2 separate regions of the Zea mays genome follow, and region 2 is linked to region 1. Evidence: chromatin contacts called from public Hi-C data. All regions are on one chromosome and are shown on one strand. The core of a region is the stretch at or near the end of the contact, and the rest is flanking DNA. Distances in the headings are between cores, read along the strand shown.

Region 1 (7,166 bases), core at 2,368-4,867:
GACCAGAAATCACAGCAATTGATCTATGGCTAGTAGGGGTTATAAGAACATACAACCAAGTTTGAACTAATTAGAGGATACAACACTCTAAGACACAATTAAAGAACAGGTGGGAAAGCTTGAAACGTATATTATCATTTTGGTTGTGGTTGAACAAACAAACGAGATTGGGCATGTTATTTGGTTGTGGTTGAACAAACAAACGGGATTGGGACATGCTAATGGGACAGTGGTGGCGAGTGATGCTTTTTGAAATTACACACCAAGGTATTGTTTTTTTATCTTAACGTGTTCATTATTCAATCTTTTTGTGTTGATGTATTTTAATTGTAGTGTTAATTTGTTATTTAGGGACATGATGAGTGGAGGAAGCTAAAGGATGGTCCACCCGAAAACCTTACTGATCTTGAAATTATGTTTGAACATACTGCTATGGATGGATTAGCTTCTTATATGCCAGGTTACGCCGCCGGAATCTGGCTCTTTGTCGTGTGCTCGGTGCTTTGCCGAGTGCTTTTTATCGGACACTCGGCAAAGTCCTACTCTCGGTAACGACAGCGTTTACCGAGAGCAGGACTCTCGGCACAGGCAAACACTCATCAAAGACCGGTTTCCTGAGTGCCTAACACTCGGTGAACAGAGACACTCGGCAAAGGGCCGTCAGCAGCCGTCTATATCTGACGGCTGTTAACTTTGTCGAGCGTCGGTCTTTAGCACTCAACAAAGAAGACTCTTTGTTGAGTGTCTCCAGACTGACACTCGACAAAATATGCTTTGCCGAGTGTTTATTTTTATCCAGACTGGTACTCTTTGCCGAGTGTCACCTAGTACACTCGACAAAGGCTCCATCGCCGTTACCAGCTTCTGTGACGACGACTTTTCTTTGCCGACTACCTGGTGACACTCGACAAAGCATTCGCCGAGTGTTTTATAGGCTTTGCCGACAAAGCAGCTGATTCCGGTAGTGTTAGAAGATGGACGTGGAAGGTGATGGTGACGAAGAAGGCGATGCAGATGACAGTCCCATTAGTGTGAGCAACATGAAAATAGGTGCTACTAGCTCTACAAGTGTTAATAGTCCGAAGAAGAGAATCAAGAGATATGTGGTGAGAATAAATAGAGGCATGTGGGACTCCACAAAAGAAAACAATGGCGTAGCACAGAAGGCAATGCATGGAGACTAATTAAAAGAATCCATCAAACAATGCATGTCTTTGGTAAGGATTGTGGGACACTTATAGGAAGTGCATAGCACTTCATGGCAAGTAAACTTTTTGTGAAGGTTGCACATCAAAAGGTGTTCCTCACCACAGAAACGTGTGAAGAAAGGCTAGTTTGGCTGAAGATGTGGTGCTAGGACAAGAATGTCTACTAGCCCTCGATGATGAAATAATTTCATTTTAGTGTCATTTTGCGTCATGTGATACTATCACAATCTTATTCATGAAAAAGTGTTATATGTCATGAATAAATTTATTTTAGTTACAATTCTAGGTCATGTGATATTGGAACGGTCTTAGTTTTTTGTCGCTTGTGATATTGTTTGGTGTTGAACTATTTGGTGCTATAATTATAATTTATTTCTTTTCACATCTGGGTGCAATATTTGACTCTCAATTGTTTTTCAATGACATATAGATGGACCCACCTTGGAATACTCTTCTTCAAGTGCTGATGGTTTGGATTCACTAGACAACTTGTCTCCAAGTGATGTGGAGGATGAAATAATTCAAATCACACGGAACACTTTGAAGTGCGATGGATCCACATCATCCATCTACGAAACGTACTATGAAGCTACATTCATAAGTAATAGTAAAAGGACTAGACTAGATTGAGATGAAGATGATGGTTATGATCAGGTTATTAGAACACTTAACAACCCAAATGATTGCTATGACATGTACAGGATGAGTAAAGATGTTTTTCAAGCTGCATGATCTACTGGTGAGTTCTTATGGCCCAACGTAAAAAAGAATGAACTACATAGAATCTTTAGCAATGTTCTAATGAATTATTGGTGCCCCACAATCTATAAGGCACACAGGGAATATATTTAGAAGGTCCACTAAGTCAATAAGTAGAGTTTGAGGAAGTTTTGAAATGTGTGTACGAACTCTCTGCTGACATAATCAAAGTAAAAGATCTAGAGTACAGGTTAGTGCATCCTAGATTGCAGCAAACACATTTCTCACCACACTTTGATAACTGTATTAGAGCAATATATGAGACACATATACCTATTAAAGTTCCAGCAGCAAATGTTCTCTAATATGTGGGTCGTCATGGTTACTCAAGTCAGAATATGTGGCAATATGTGACTTTGATATAAGATTTACATTTGTGGTTGTGGGATGGACATGAGGGTATTCGGTGATGCTTTAGACAAATATGGTGACAAGTTTCCTCATCCACCGAAAGGTAAATTCATATGACAAGTGTTTATTCTTAAAATATCACTATATGGTTCGTATGTGCTCATTGCATATTAATATGCTGCAGGTAAGTTTGATGTTGTTGACTCAGGGTACCCCAACCACGAAGGATACTTTGCACCATATAAGGGGGCGAAGTATCAATGCTCAAGATCGAGAGGCAAGAAGAACTACTCAACTACCATCATTAATCACTTCTCAATGTTATTGAAAGGTCTTTTGGAGTTTAGAAGATGAAATGGTGGATTTTGTTAGGCATACCAAGTTATTCGTTAGAAAAGCAAAGTAATATCATCCTAGCTTACATGGCCCTTCATACTTTTATAGAGATAGTGCAATGAGTGATGGGGACTTTATGATAAGTGTGATGAAGATGAGAGCTACATGCCGGTGACATGAATGTTCATATTGGAAATGACGGTGACATGAATATCTTCTGCGATTTCATATGTATTGCTTTGATGGCCGAAGGAGAGTAGAATGAGTGACTTGATAAATTAGAATTTATTTTGAATTTGCATGAACTATGATTCGCACTTAGAATTTATATTAACATTTGAAATAAAAGAATTCAAAAATGGATTAATGAGATGTCCACAATTGGCGACAAGTCAAGGGAAATGGTGGGAACCATGTCAAAAACTTTTTAAATAGAGGAGGTGTAGGATGGTCATTGTCTTAAAAAGTTAGAAACTAGCCTCCATCCAGTTAGAAACCAATTTTTGGAAACCAAATCTAAAAACTGGGACCTAATATGCTAGTTAAAAAGTAGTTTTTATGAACGACAACTCAAAAAAGTTTTGGCTACAAAAGTTAAATCATGCTAAATAGGATCGAGGTGTTGTCTCTATGTTGCTATCAGGATTTTCATTTTGGCATTTTGGAAGGGTCTCATGATGCGTCGTACATCTCCGTATCACGTGTCACGACGCAGACGGCACAGTCTTGTCTTCACCTCTCCTTTATGCCGGCGGTCAGAAACACGTGTGCCAGCTCGTGACCCTCTGAGAGGTTTTCCTCGAAAGTTTGATTAAAAAAAACACAGCTTTGATCACAATTTATGTCCACAAAACTACGGATAACAAAAACTTTACCGCGGTCCATGGAGCAATTAAGAGCACACGCAGGCAGGTTAGCCTTGATTTCGGCAGTCCAACGACACTTTCCCTCCCTCCCAGTTCGTTGAGGATCCGAGAGTTCTGGGTCCGAGCGGCTGACTCTGCGAGCTGCGATGCATCGACGAGTGGCCATGCGACCCGACCGGCCCTTCTCCCACCCACGCACCCTAAAACCTGGACACCTCCTCCTCTCTCTCCTCTAGAACGCGCGCAAGAACACACGTAGGAGAAACTGGACCGGCGCGCACCAACCCCGAACCACATAACTAGGACGAGGCGAAGGATTGTCATCCAAGCCGCGTGATCTTTAATTCGCCGCCGCACGCCCTTGTCATGGAAGGTGGCGGCTGGGCTGTCGGAGGCCACGCACTTGGCGCCGCCCAAGAACCGCGGGGGCAGCAGCAGCATCGGGAGGAGGAGAAGGCAGCCGGAGCTGCCGCCGAGAGGAAGGGCGCTGGCGCCGGCGGCGGCGGCGGCATGAAGTTCCGCGTGCGCGCGCGGGCGCCGCACGGTGTCGGGGCGCTGCTGCTCATCGGCGGAGCGGCCGTCGTCGGGGCCGCCGTCCTCGCGTGGCGCCGCTCACGCCACGGCAACAAGGGTGGCTCCGTGGACCAGCCTGATCGCCGGCTGCCAGCGTACATCTCGCATCTGTTCAGAGCCGCTTTGAAATTCGTTAACTTTTATAAGAATGAATATAAGATGGGCTGTATTGTTTCCTGGGCGTTGGAGCTGAAAAGAACGGCTTGTTTGGGGTCAATTCTTTGCAGGAAAGTAGAGGGTTTGGATGGCGGAATTGTCGAGGATGGGAAGGTGAGGAGTCATCTGTCGCATTCATTGATGGAAAGTGAATCTTTTTACATGCAAAAAAAATTGGTTCGAATTTGTAGGTTCAGGGTGGCTCATTGGTGCAGAAGCTTAGTCAGTCTAATGAGATCTTGAGCGTGGGCAACACAGATATTGGATCCGGTAGATTGGTTAGTATGCATAATTGTTGATAACTTTGTTTATTGGGGTATTGTCATATACTACATGTTTTGTCATTGTAGTGACCTCTCTTTAAAATCTTCTGAATAATGGTGTCAGGATGGCAACGCGTCAGAGGAAAGCCATCAGATTCACAAGGATGGTGAAATCACTGCAGATCAATCGGTGTGTTTCTGTGTGCGAACGTTTCAATGAACTTCCCTCGAATCAATATTGTATTTTACATGCGCTGTGATTATTTAAATGGCTTCATTTGGGGGTATGGTTTCAGGAGAGCAAGCATGACGGGAAAATTGATGAGAATTCAGGTATCAATCCTGCCGAGGTCCAAATGCACGATCAGGTTAGTGTTTGTTTGCTATGCAACTTTGGGAAAACTGAAACATTTATGCTATTTTGCATGCACTGCGATTATTTAATGGCTTAATTGGGATTATTTAAGTGACTTAATTGGGTTTTAGGAGAGCAAGCATGAAGAGAAAAACGATGAGAATTCAGGCAGCAATCCTGTCGAGGTTCACAAACACGATCTGGTTAGCATTTGTTTGCTATGCAACATTGGGAAAACTGAAACGTCTTATGCTATTTATGCTGTGATTGTCATAGCCTTCTGTTCATTATTTCTTCTGAATTTGAGTTTCAGGACAAAGAACATGTCGAAGAAGTTGACCAGAAGTCAAGCAGCAACCATGTTGAGATCAGTGCGCATGATATGGTTAGTTCTTGTTTGCAAAGCATAACTGTGAACGTTGAAACCCTATTGTCATAGCCTTCTTGTTTGCTAAGCATGCCGAGATCAGTGCGCAGTGGTTGTTGCAAGTGCCTTATATTAATTTATTTTCATTCTTTTGGGTTTTAGTGTGAGGACAATGAACATGTTGAGAAAATTGATCACGTTGAAAGAATCGATCAGAATTCGAGCAGGGACCCTGTCAAAGCCATCATGCAGGAAATGATCAAAGTTTGTTTGGTATGTAACACTCTGAAAGCTGAAACCTGTGTGCTGTAGTGCTTGCATAGTTGCATGGGCATTCTCTGGAAGTCTGGAGCCTCACTGCTGCATTCTTATCTTTGCATGTCCTTGTAATTTTTTTTGCTACAACAGGTCAGTGGAAGCGTGGAGAAGGTGGAGGAAGAGGACTCAAGCAAGAAGGACTTGGAGAAAGAGATAGCCCCAAAAGTATTTGTTTCTCGGTCAAAATTTTGGAACCTGCTGCAATGCCTGGTCAAAATTTTGGTCATCAATGCCATGTCATGCATCCTTATTTTTTGTGCTTGTGTGGTTTTTTTAGGATAATAAAGATATGGAGGCCTCTGATGGAAGCAAGCTCGGCGTCAACGGTCCAGGTATCATCCTCAGCAAGCATAATGATGAGTGTGGTGGTGGTGCCCAAGAGGCTGAATCGATGGAGAACACGCCGACGGCACAGCTGATGATGCATCAAGACCAACTCTTAGATGACATGGTTACTGATACTGTTACAGAAACTGGAGGTGCTGTTGCAGACACTGAAGAAGATGATACTGTTGCAGAGACAGAAGATGTTGTTACAGACACTGAAGATACTGTTACAGACACCGAAGATGCTCTTGCAGAAACAGAAGCAGAGAAAGGTGAAAGAGCAATCGCGGACAAGGGTGAGCTCGAGCAGGACGAAAAGAAAGATCTGGTAGCACTCCCTGAACTTGCCAGCTCACCAGCACTGTCATCGTTGGTTAAGCCAACAGTAGTGAAGAAAGAGCTGGACTTTCCGAGACCCAACGAAACGGGGATGAAGACAGAGCAAGATTACACTAACGGTGAGCTGAGGGAGCACAATGACCTGGTCAGCAAAGTGCAGGGAGAAGGTGGCGTCGCGACGACCATGGAGTCCAGGAGCTCTGCTCTGATGATCATTCTCGCTCTGATATTCGCGCTGGCCACGGGAATAACGATCGTCGTGCGCCTCTACTCCCCTTCCCGAGCAACGAAACTCCAGATGGATCTGCCATAAGCCTGCAATCGGTCATCAAGTACGATTTCTGAGGCTGCAAAGTTCCATTGGGATTTTTCGTGGCCTCGTACGCGCGCGCGCATGAACGGCGAAGTTAGGAGCTGCTGGAGTGTGTGCAAGTACAAGATAGGAAGAGAAGTCTACCATGGTCATGAACGAATTCATATGGCCATTGTGCAGCACGATCTGTCTGTGCTGGAGAAGTTACACGTGTGGTGCCAGCTACCAAAAGAAAGAACCGAGGTCCGAGAGCAGTAGAGTAGGTTTCTTCCGGCTGAGGAGCGCTTGTTTTTCTTTTTTCTTCTTTTAAAAGAAATATATATTATTTTGCAAGCCATGTTAGTGCTGATAGTCTATGGAAATGCCTAAACCATGTTGAAGTTCGTGCTTGGTTTTGTTTGATTTGATCGCCTGTCTCGTCAACCTTTTAATTTATTTACCCTCTCGTCAACCATGCACGTCTTGCTGCCCATCTATGATAGAACGACCCTTGCTTGTGTAAACATGCGTAGTGCTACCATCGTGAGCACCAATTTTTTTCTTTTTAACATTTTTTCGACCAAAATATATATTTAAACCTATTTCAGGATTTATACCCTTAGCTCGCCGTCATAGACGATGACGCCGAGCTAACA
Region 2 (7,533 bases), core at 839-3,338, 130 kb before region 1:
GAGTCCCTGATTTGCTGCTTATGGTACCCGTTCGATGGCTCGACATTGCCTGTCTACATGGTCTTTCCCTTAGCACGTTGTCGACTCGGTATGCTTCTACCACTTCTATGTACCTGCCACTCATCCTTCTGTCATTGCAAAAATTATTGTGTTGTTCTCTGTTGTTTTGGGTGTTAGTTTTTGTTATGCTAAGGACTGAATATAATTTGGGTGTGTTAATACTTTATTTATTGTCTGTATGTGGTTTGTGTTCTTCTTATGATGGCTCATGGATCCTACAAAATATGTGTTAGGATTTGGAGATCCATACGGGCACTACCATAAGGTGCTCGTCCCTTGTGTTTTTGGCTCTTGCATGCATTAGGTCGTTTTTGAGACCACATTGGCGCAATGTACTCCATGATGTTTGAGGTTGCTGAATTGGATGGAGTAGTAATGATTTGTCACGCTAACAGTACAAGGAAAGGATATTCGTTGGTTTCAAACGTTAGTAATTGTTATGAAGTACCATAATTTGTATGGAGAGCATCCAATTTTTATTAATAACTGACTTTAGCAACCACTTCATATTTTGATCTATCTTTTTTATAAGTTTGAGTTCATATGACTTATTTTAGAAACTTGAGCTCACAAACTTCCTCTTATTTGGTCTTTGTATAGTGGAATTATATCATTCTGTAATCTATATTTGTTAAGTCAGTCGTTGTGAACTCTCTTCTAATCGCTCCCTTCATTGGTTGTGTTGTACCAAGACATATTGGATGGAGCAAACAACACAAGTTAGTCAAATCAAAAAAAATATTATGTGGAGTTCAGAGACAATCAATAAAAAATCTTGAGATCTTTTTTGGTGGATAGTTTACGTGGGTATTGTTGTGAGCCGTCGCAACGCACGGGCAACCGACTAGTTTTCTCTTAAAAAATGGGAATCACTCGAAAAAATGAAGTTGTCCAATTAGCTCTTATTCATTTTTTCCGTCGGTTGGAGAAATAACCCAAATCAAAGTTATAGATATCAACGAGATAGATTATATTCTTAGAAACAATTTGGAGTCGATGTTTTATTTTAGATAATTTTATTCTTCTACAAAAAATTCCAATAATATGTAGATAAATATTTTAATACGTATAAATATATACATATATCAATAAGTTAATATAAACATATTAAAAAAATAAAGTACTTGATTAATTCGTTTTATAGTCCCCTCAGTTTTAGTCGTTCTTCGACACTTTAGCTATCAAAACCGTTTAATTTTAATCCTTGCGATGGTTTTGAGTGGTTTTTGGATGGCTCTTGCGCAGAAAATAAACGGGTTTATTGTTCAAAATTGAAATTAGACAAAGACAAGAGTTGATGGTCAAAAAACTAGATATAATAATGACATTTCTTTTTAATTTAGGTAGAGACAAACACTTACATTAACGTGTCTTTTACATGTGTTGGCAAGAAATTTATACTCTCTCTATTTTTTTATTTATCATATTTTAATTTAAAAATTAACTAACGGACGATAAATATTTTCAAGAATGGAGGGACATATGATCCAATCGCAGTCCGTCTTTTTCTCCCAGGTCCTAAATAAATCACAGACCCACACCATAACCAAGTATTCTCCTTCTCCTCCCTCTCTGTCTCTCCTGTCAACCAGCTTTCTACGGAAATTCCATAGCCGCCTCAAGCGTCCGAGTCATCCATGGAAAATTGCTTCGCCACATGATCTTTTCCGTTTCCGAAAGCTCAATTATTCAGCCTGCAGTAGTTTCATGGATGTGAGCCACCGCTTCTCGTACCATCCATATCACACTTTTGAGTGCTCATGTGCTGGGCCGATCTCAGGCCTGTGTGATACGATTGTGTGTGTGGTATATATCCCATGTTCCCATGTATCAGGTATCTGGATTGGAAGCACATAAGACGGCAGATGATTGTTAGCTCTGATGATCAAGGACTCGCTGCAACATAAGCAGCGAAGAATAGCAGAGCTAGAGGACAGCAGGCAAGTTCAGGAGAAGGAGCACAGCACAACGCAGCGCATATTTGGGCCAGAATGGGCTGTGTAATGCCTTGCTGGGCCGGCCTGTAATATCACAGTTAAAGCATACATTGACCACAGCATACACATCGAACAAGAGAACACTGATCCAAAACCGTGTCTATCTGCTCCTAGTGCTTTTTCATCCCCTTCCCCACGACACCAGCGACATCCGATCGGTCCCCTACCCGACAGCGTCGCTAACACCATGGTGGTGTGGGAACTTGTCTTTGTCCCTCGCGCTGTCAGATATGTCGTGTGGCCTTTCATGGTTCAGATAGCTGCCACACCCACATAGCTAATAAGAAGAAATAAAGTGCAGTATAGTTGCCGACCAAAATAGATTTAGCCACTCGAGGAGTGATTCCCTCCATGGAGTTTAGTAGGATCTCTGATAGTCATGTCATCGTTTCATGTATCATTTAATTCATCTCCTACCAAAGAGCGGTGCTCCGCTCCTTAGAGGATGTGGCGAGGTCGACTTCAGCGAGCAATTAATTTGGTGTTGAATAATTAGACAAATTTCAGATTAAATTCCGAATATAAATCATGATCAAATCAGAATAACTGAAGTAAAAAGTTAAATCAGATAATGCGTACTGATCAGACATACTGGTGGACGGCGTGAGCTGGAATCAGCAGGGTCGACGACGTCGAAGCAGCGAAATCAGCAGGGTCGACGAGGTCAGAAGATCACGAGCAGTCGCGTGAGGACGCTTCCCAAAAACCTTATTTGCTCTCTCCCGGTGCAGGATCTAGAAGACGAAGGGTTCCGCAGACCTGCTCTCCTGATCACAGATGCACGTCTGCGGTCGAGATGGAGAGAACTGGAAGGCGGCTCAGCTATGAAGAGAGGCGAAAGCGAAACTGGGATGAATTGGATGCTGGCTGCCAGGCTCCTTTATAGGACCGAGTCCGCGACCAGATAGTTATCTTCGATCTTATCCGCCCGCGAAAATCTCGCGATCGGTTAGGATTCTAAACTTAACAGCCAAGTAACAAAAAATTCAAACGGCAAAAGGAAGCCGCGCCCCCGCAAGGCGAGGGGCCGGATTTTGGCGGACCATTCACGCGCATGTCGTGCACCCGCGCCCTTCGCCCCGGCGAGGCGAGGCGAGGCGAGCGCGCGCGCGTGTGGCTTTCCACACTCTCTCCTCTCATCCATGACTTGGTGAGTGAGTGTGGCTTCCATATTTAAGCTAGCTCTACTCCACTAGAACTAGCAATTTGGTGCTATTGGTTCCACCATTCCCTAGCCATACACTTATATGGGCTTTTGTGATTTTCCTGTGATTTATTTGAATTTCTCAATTTGGGCCTAGCCCATAAATCCTAACATTTGGGTGGCCATGTGAAATGTTAAAGAGTTCGTCGGCCTATGACTTGACCCAGTCGTAGTCCTTCTAGAGCTCCTGGTTGAGGTCCTCAAGCTATTGTGAACCAATTTTTCCTTTCGACCATTCGCTCCAAATGCCACTGATCCCGATAACGTCTTTCTTCGAGGTGGCCATATCGATGAAGAGTTGCCATAGTGTTCCATCAGACTTGCCAGAAATATGTTTGTCGTGGAAAACCGGCGGATGGCCATCTGGGCAGCCAACACATGCAGAGTTGGGAGATCTGTTGCTGCTACGATCAACAACAACAAGAATAACAACAAAGCCTTTTTGTCTCAAGCACGTTGGGGTAGGCTAGAGATGAAACCTCATATGAAAACCTCAGAGCTCAATCTCCAAAGAACAGAAAAGGGGAGACAAAGGCAAAGAAGAACCTAAAAACAACGAAACGGGGAAATACATAAAAAGAGATAAAACCCACAGGAACCATCAAGATCTAAAGGGGCACAAGAAAAGGTCAAACGATTAAGGAGGAAAAGCGAAACTACAAATCAGGGTTCTGGCACGTGAATTGCACACTTCCACCTCTTCCTATCCACGACGAGCTCTTTATCAATATTACACTCCTTCAGGTCCCTCTTCGCAGCCTCTGTCCACGTCAAGGTTGGTCGACCTCTACCTCTCTTCACATTCTCGGGACGCCTAATTATTCCGATATGCACTGGTACCTCTTCAGGTCTTCATTGGATATGTCCAAACCATCTCAAACGATGTTGCATAAGCTTCTCCTCAATTGGCGCCACTCCTACTCTCTCTCGTATATCATCATTCCGGACTCGATCTCTCCTTGTGTGGCCACATATCCAGCGCAACATACGCATCTATGCCACACTTAGTTGTTGGACATGTCGTCTTTTAGTGGCCAACATTTTGCTCCATACAACATAGCCGGTCGGATTGCTGTCCTGTAGAATTTGCCTTTTAGTTTGTGTGGCACCCGGGGGTTGCATAAGACACCCGCAGCTTGCCGCCACTTCAACCATCCAGCTTTAATTCTATGACTGACATCCTCATCGATGTCTCCCTCCTTCTGAAGCATTGATCCTAAGTAACGAAAAGTGTCTTTCTTGGGTACCACTTGCCTATCAAGACTAACATCGCCATCCTCATACCCCATGGCACTGAAATGACACTTCATATACTCTGTTTTAGACCTACTAAGCCTTAAACCTTTTGCTTCCAGCGTCTGCTTCCACAATTCCAACTTTTGTGAAACACCACTCCTACTCTCCTCAATAAGTACCACATCATCGACAAAAAGCATCACCACGGTATATCTCCTTGTATGTCCCTTATGACCTCAACTATCACCAAAGCGAAAAGATAAGGGCTCAAAGCCGACCCTTGATGTAGTCCTATGTTAATTGGAAAGTCATTGGTGTCTCCATCACTTGTTCGGACACTTGTCACAACATTAGTGTACATATCTTTAATAAGATTAATGTACTTTGTTGATACTTTGTGTTTTTCCAAGGCCCACCACATTACACTCCTAGGTACTTTGTCATAAGCCTTCTCCAAGTCTATGAAGACCATATGCAGGTCTTTCTTTTGTTCTCTGAATCTCTCCATAAGTTGTCTTAGTAATAAAATGGCCTCCATAGTTGATCTCCCAGGCATGAAAACCAAACTGATTTTGGGTCACGCTCGTCCTCTCCCGCAGGCGGTGTTCAATGACTCTCTCCCATAGCTTAATTGTATGGCTCATGAGCTTAACTCCACGGTAATTAGTACAACTTTGAACATCTCCTTTGTTCTTGAAGATTGGTACTAACGTACTCCGCCGCCACTCGTCGGGCATTTTGTTTATCCGAAAGATGGTGTTGAAAAGCTTAGTCAGCCATACTATCGCTATGTCTCCAAGGCATCTCCCTACCTCGATAGGGATACCATCAGGGCCCATCGCATTTCCTACCTTCATCCTTTTTAGCGCCTCCTTAACTTCATATTCTTGTATCCTTCGTACAAAACCCCTGTTGTTGTCATTGAATGGTTCGTCCAATTCTATTGTAGAACTCTCATTCCCTCCATTGAACAATTTGTTGAAGTACTCCTTCCATCTGTTCTTGATCTCTTCATTCTTCACTAATAGTTGGTTTGCTTCATCCTTGATGCATTTGACTTGGTTGACATCCCTTGTATTCCTTTCACGAATCTTGGCCATCCTATAGATATTCTTTTCTCCCTGCTTTGTGTCCAACCGTTGATAAAGGTCGTCATAGGCTTGACCCCGGGCTCTACTAACCGCTCGCTTTGCAGACTTCTTCGCCATCCTGTACTTCTCTATGTTGTCTGCACACTTGTCATGATGTAAGCGTTTGTAGCGGTCTTTCTTCTCCTTGATAGCCTTTTGGACATCTTTGTTCCACCACCAAGTGTCTTTAACTTCCCTTCTGTTTCCTTGACTCAACCCAAACTCTTCTGAAGCTATCTTTCGGATGCATGTCTCCATCTTCCTCCACATGATGTTTGTGTCTCCCTCTTCTGCCCAAGGGCCCTCCTCAATAACTCTCTCCTTGAAAGTTTGGTCCACATCCCCTTTAAGCTTCCACCACTTTGTTCTAGTGACCTTGTTATGCTTATTCCGTTGTAAACGAATCTTAAAACAGAAGTCAGCTACGACAAGCTTATGTTGGGTTACCACACACTCTCTCCAGGTATAACCTTGCAATCTAAGCAGGCATGCCTGTCCTCTTTTCTCAAGAGGACAAAATCAATCTGGCTAGTGTGTTGGCCACTACTGAAGGTCACCAGGTGGGATTTGCTCTTCCTAAGGGCTACTTTGGGAACCTCAAATCCCCTTCGGGATTGGAAGGGATTGAGCTGGAAATGAACTAATTTCCTCTCCAATCCCCTTCAATACCGAAGGGGATTTAAGTTTCCAAACTAGCCCTAAAGAAAGTGTTTGCTATAAACATGTCATAGGCTAGGGCAAAGTTCAGGATTCCTCTCCTTCTTGATTTCTAGTCCCAAAGTCGAAGCCTCAATGCACACCCTCGAAACTGGTGCTAGATGTACCCACATGGCCATTGAGATATCCTCCTATGAAGAGCTTCTCGCCAACTGGCACACTACTAACCATGTCCTCCAGACCTTCCCATAACTCCCTCTTTGAGTTCTCATTAAGGCCTACTTGAGGAGCATACGCGCTGATAACATTGAGAACCAAGTCCCCAATGACCAGTTTGACTAGGATGATTCTATCTCCTAGCCTCTTAACATCTACTACTCCATCTTTAAGGCTCTTGTCGATCAAGACGCCTACTCCATTCTTGTTTGTTGCAGTCCCCGTGTACCACAACTTGAAGCCTGTACCTTCCACTTCCTTCGCCTTCTGTCCTTTCCACTTGGTCTCTTGAACGCATAAAATATTTACCCGTCTCCTCACCACAACGTCGACTAGTTCTCGTAACTTACCTGTTAAGGAACCTACGTTCCAACTACCTACACAGACCCTAGTTGGCTCGACTAGCTTCCTTACCCTTCGCACCCGCCGAGGAAGATGCAAAGACCCTTGCTCATTTTCCACTACACCCGGGCACCGATGTAGCGCGCCACTAAGGATTCGACGACCCGATCCTTGCTCACTTATCACCGGCTCCAGATCAAGAGACGACGCATCACTTAAGGGGTGACGGCCCGACCCTTGCTCATTTAACACCATACCCAGGTTCCGATATGGCGCGTCGCTAAGAGGGTTATGCCCCAACGATTTTCTTTGTGGTTTCATCTCCATAAGATTTGGCTGGTTTTTACGTTGGTTTGCCGGACCTAACACAACCCTCCTCCTTTACCGGGCTTGGGACCGGCTATGTTGAAATGACTCAAGGAAGTCTTCCAATCAAAGGACCGGTTTTACTGTTGCTGCTATGATCACCTCAACTTAATGCAACTCCGATTCCCTGTGAGTCATAGAGACAATCAATTCAAGCTTGCCACTTGGCTTGACCTACTAGCCAGAGAGGATGTGCTATGATCGGTGAATTGCTCTATAATGCACAACAACAAATAAAACATCAAATTCTGACATGATCCTGTGCATCAGCCTGTACTAGTTGCACTAATCGGCTAAAATAAGTCAACTAAAATAAGTAAACAAA

What was found. A called contact is a pair of places that touch in the nucleus more often than the background predicts.
Region 2: a Hi-C map of leaf shows a contact between it and region 1, with 2.6 times the contacts expected there. The contact joins the enhancer-like site here to the promoter of LOC100384001 in region 1. A contact is called at or near these places in 6 of 25 Hi-C or Micro-C datasets (bundle sheath, ear, leaf and 1 more).

Annotation. Positions count from the first base shown.
Region 1 is chr3:131,560,786-131,567,951 of Zm-B73-REFERENCE-NAM-5.0, reverse strand. It overlaps LOC100384001, which reads left to right and starts at 3,617. Exons shown (of 10, transcript NM_001321714.1): 1 at 3,617-4,188; 2 at 4,321-4,363; 3 at 4,441-4,527; 4 at 4,637-4,702; 5 at 4,809-4,880; 6 at 4,999-5,070; 7 at 5,181-5,252; 8 at 5,397-5,507; 9 at 5,643-5,717; 10 at 5,830-6,862. The coding sequence starts at 3,887. The coding sequence ends at 6,531.
Region 2 is chr3:131,690,221-131,697,753 of Zm-B73-REFERENCE-NAM-5.0, reverse strand. No RefSeq gene overlaps it. Among protein-coding and RNA genes, the nearest start is that of LOC109939313, 9.1 kb to the left of the region's middle. Within about 2 kb of position 2,088, at least 17 of the 20 cell types and tissues checked have an H3K27ac peak or open chromatin away from gene starts, as enhancers often do. A contact at or near this core is called in bundle sheath, ear, leaf and 1 more, where this site is marked.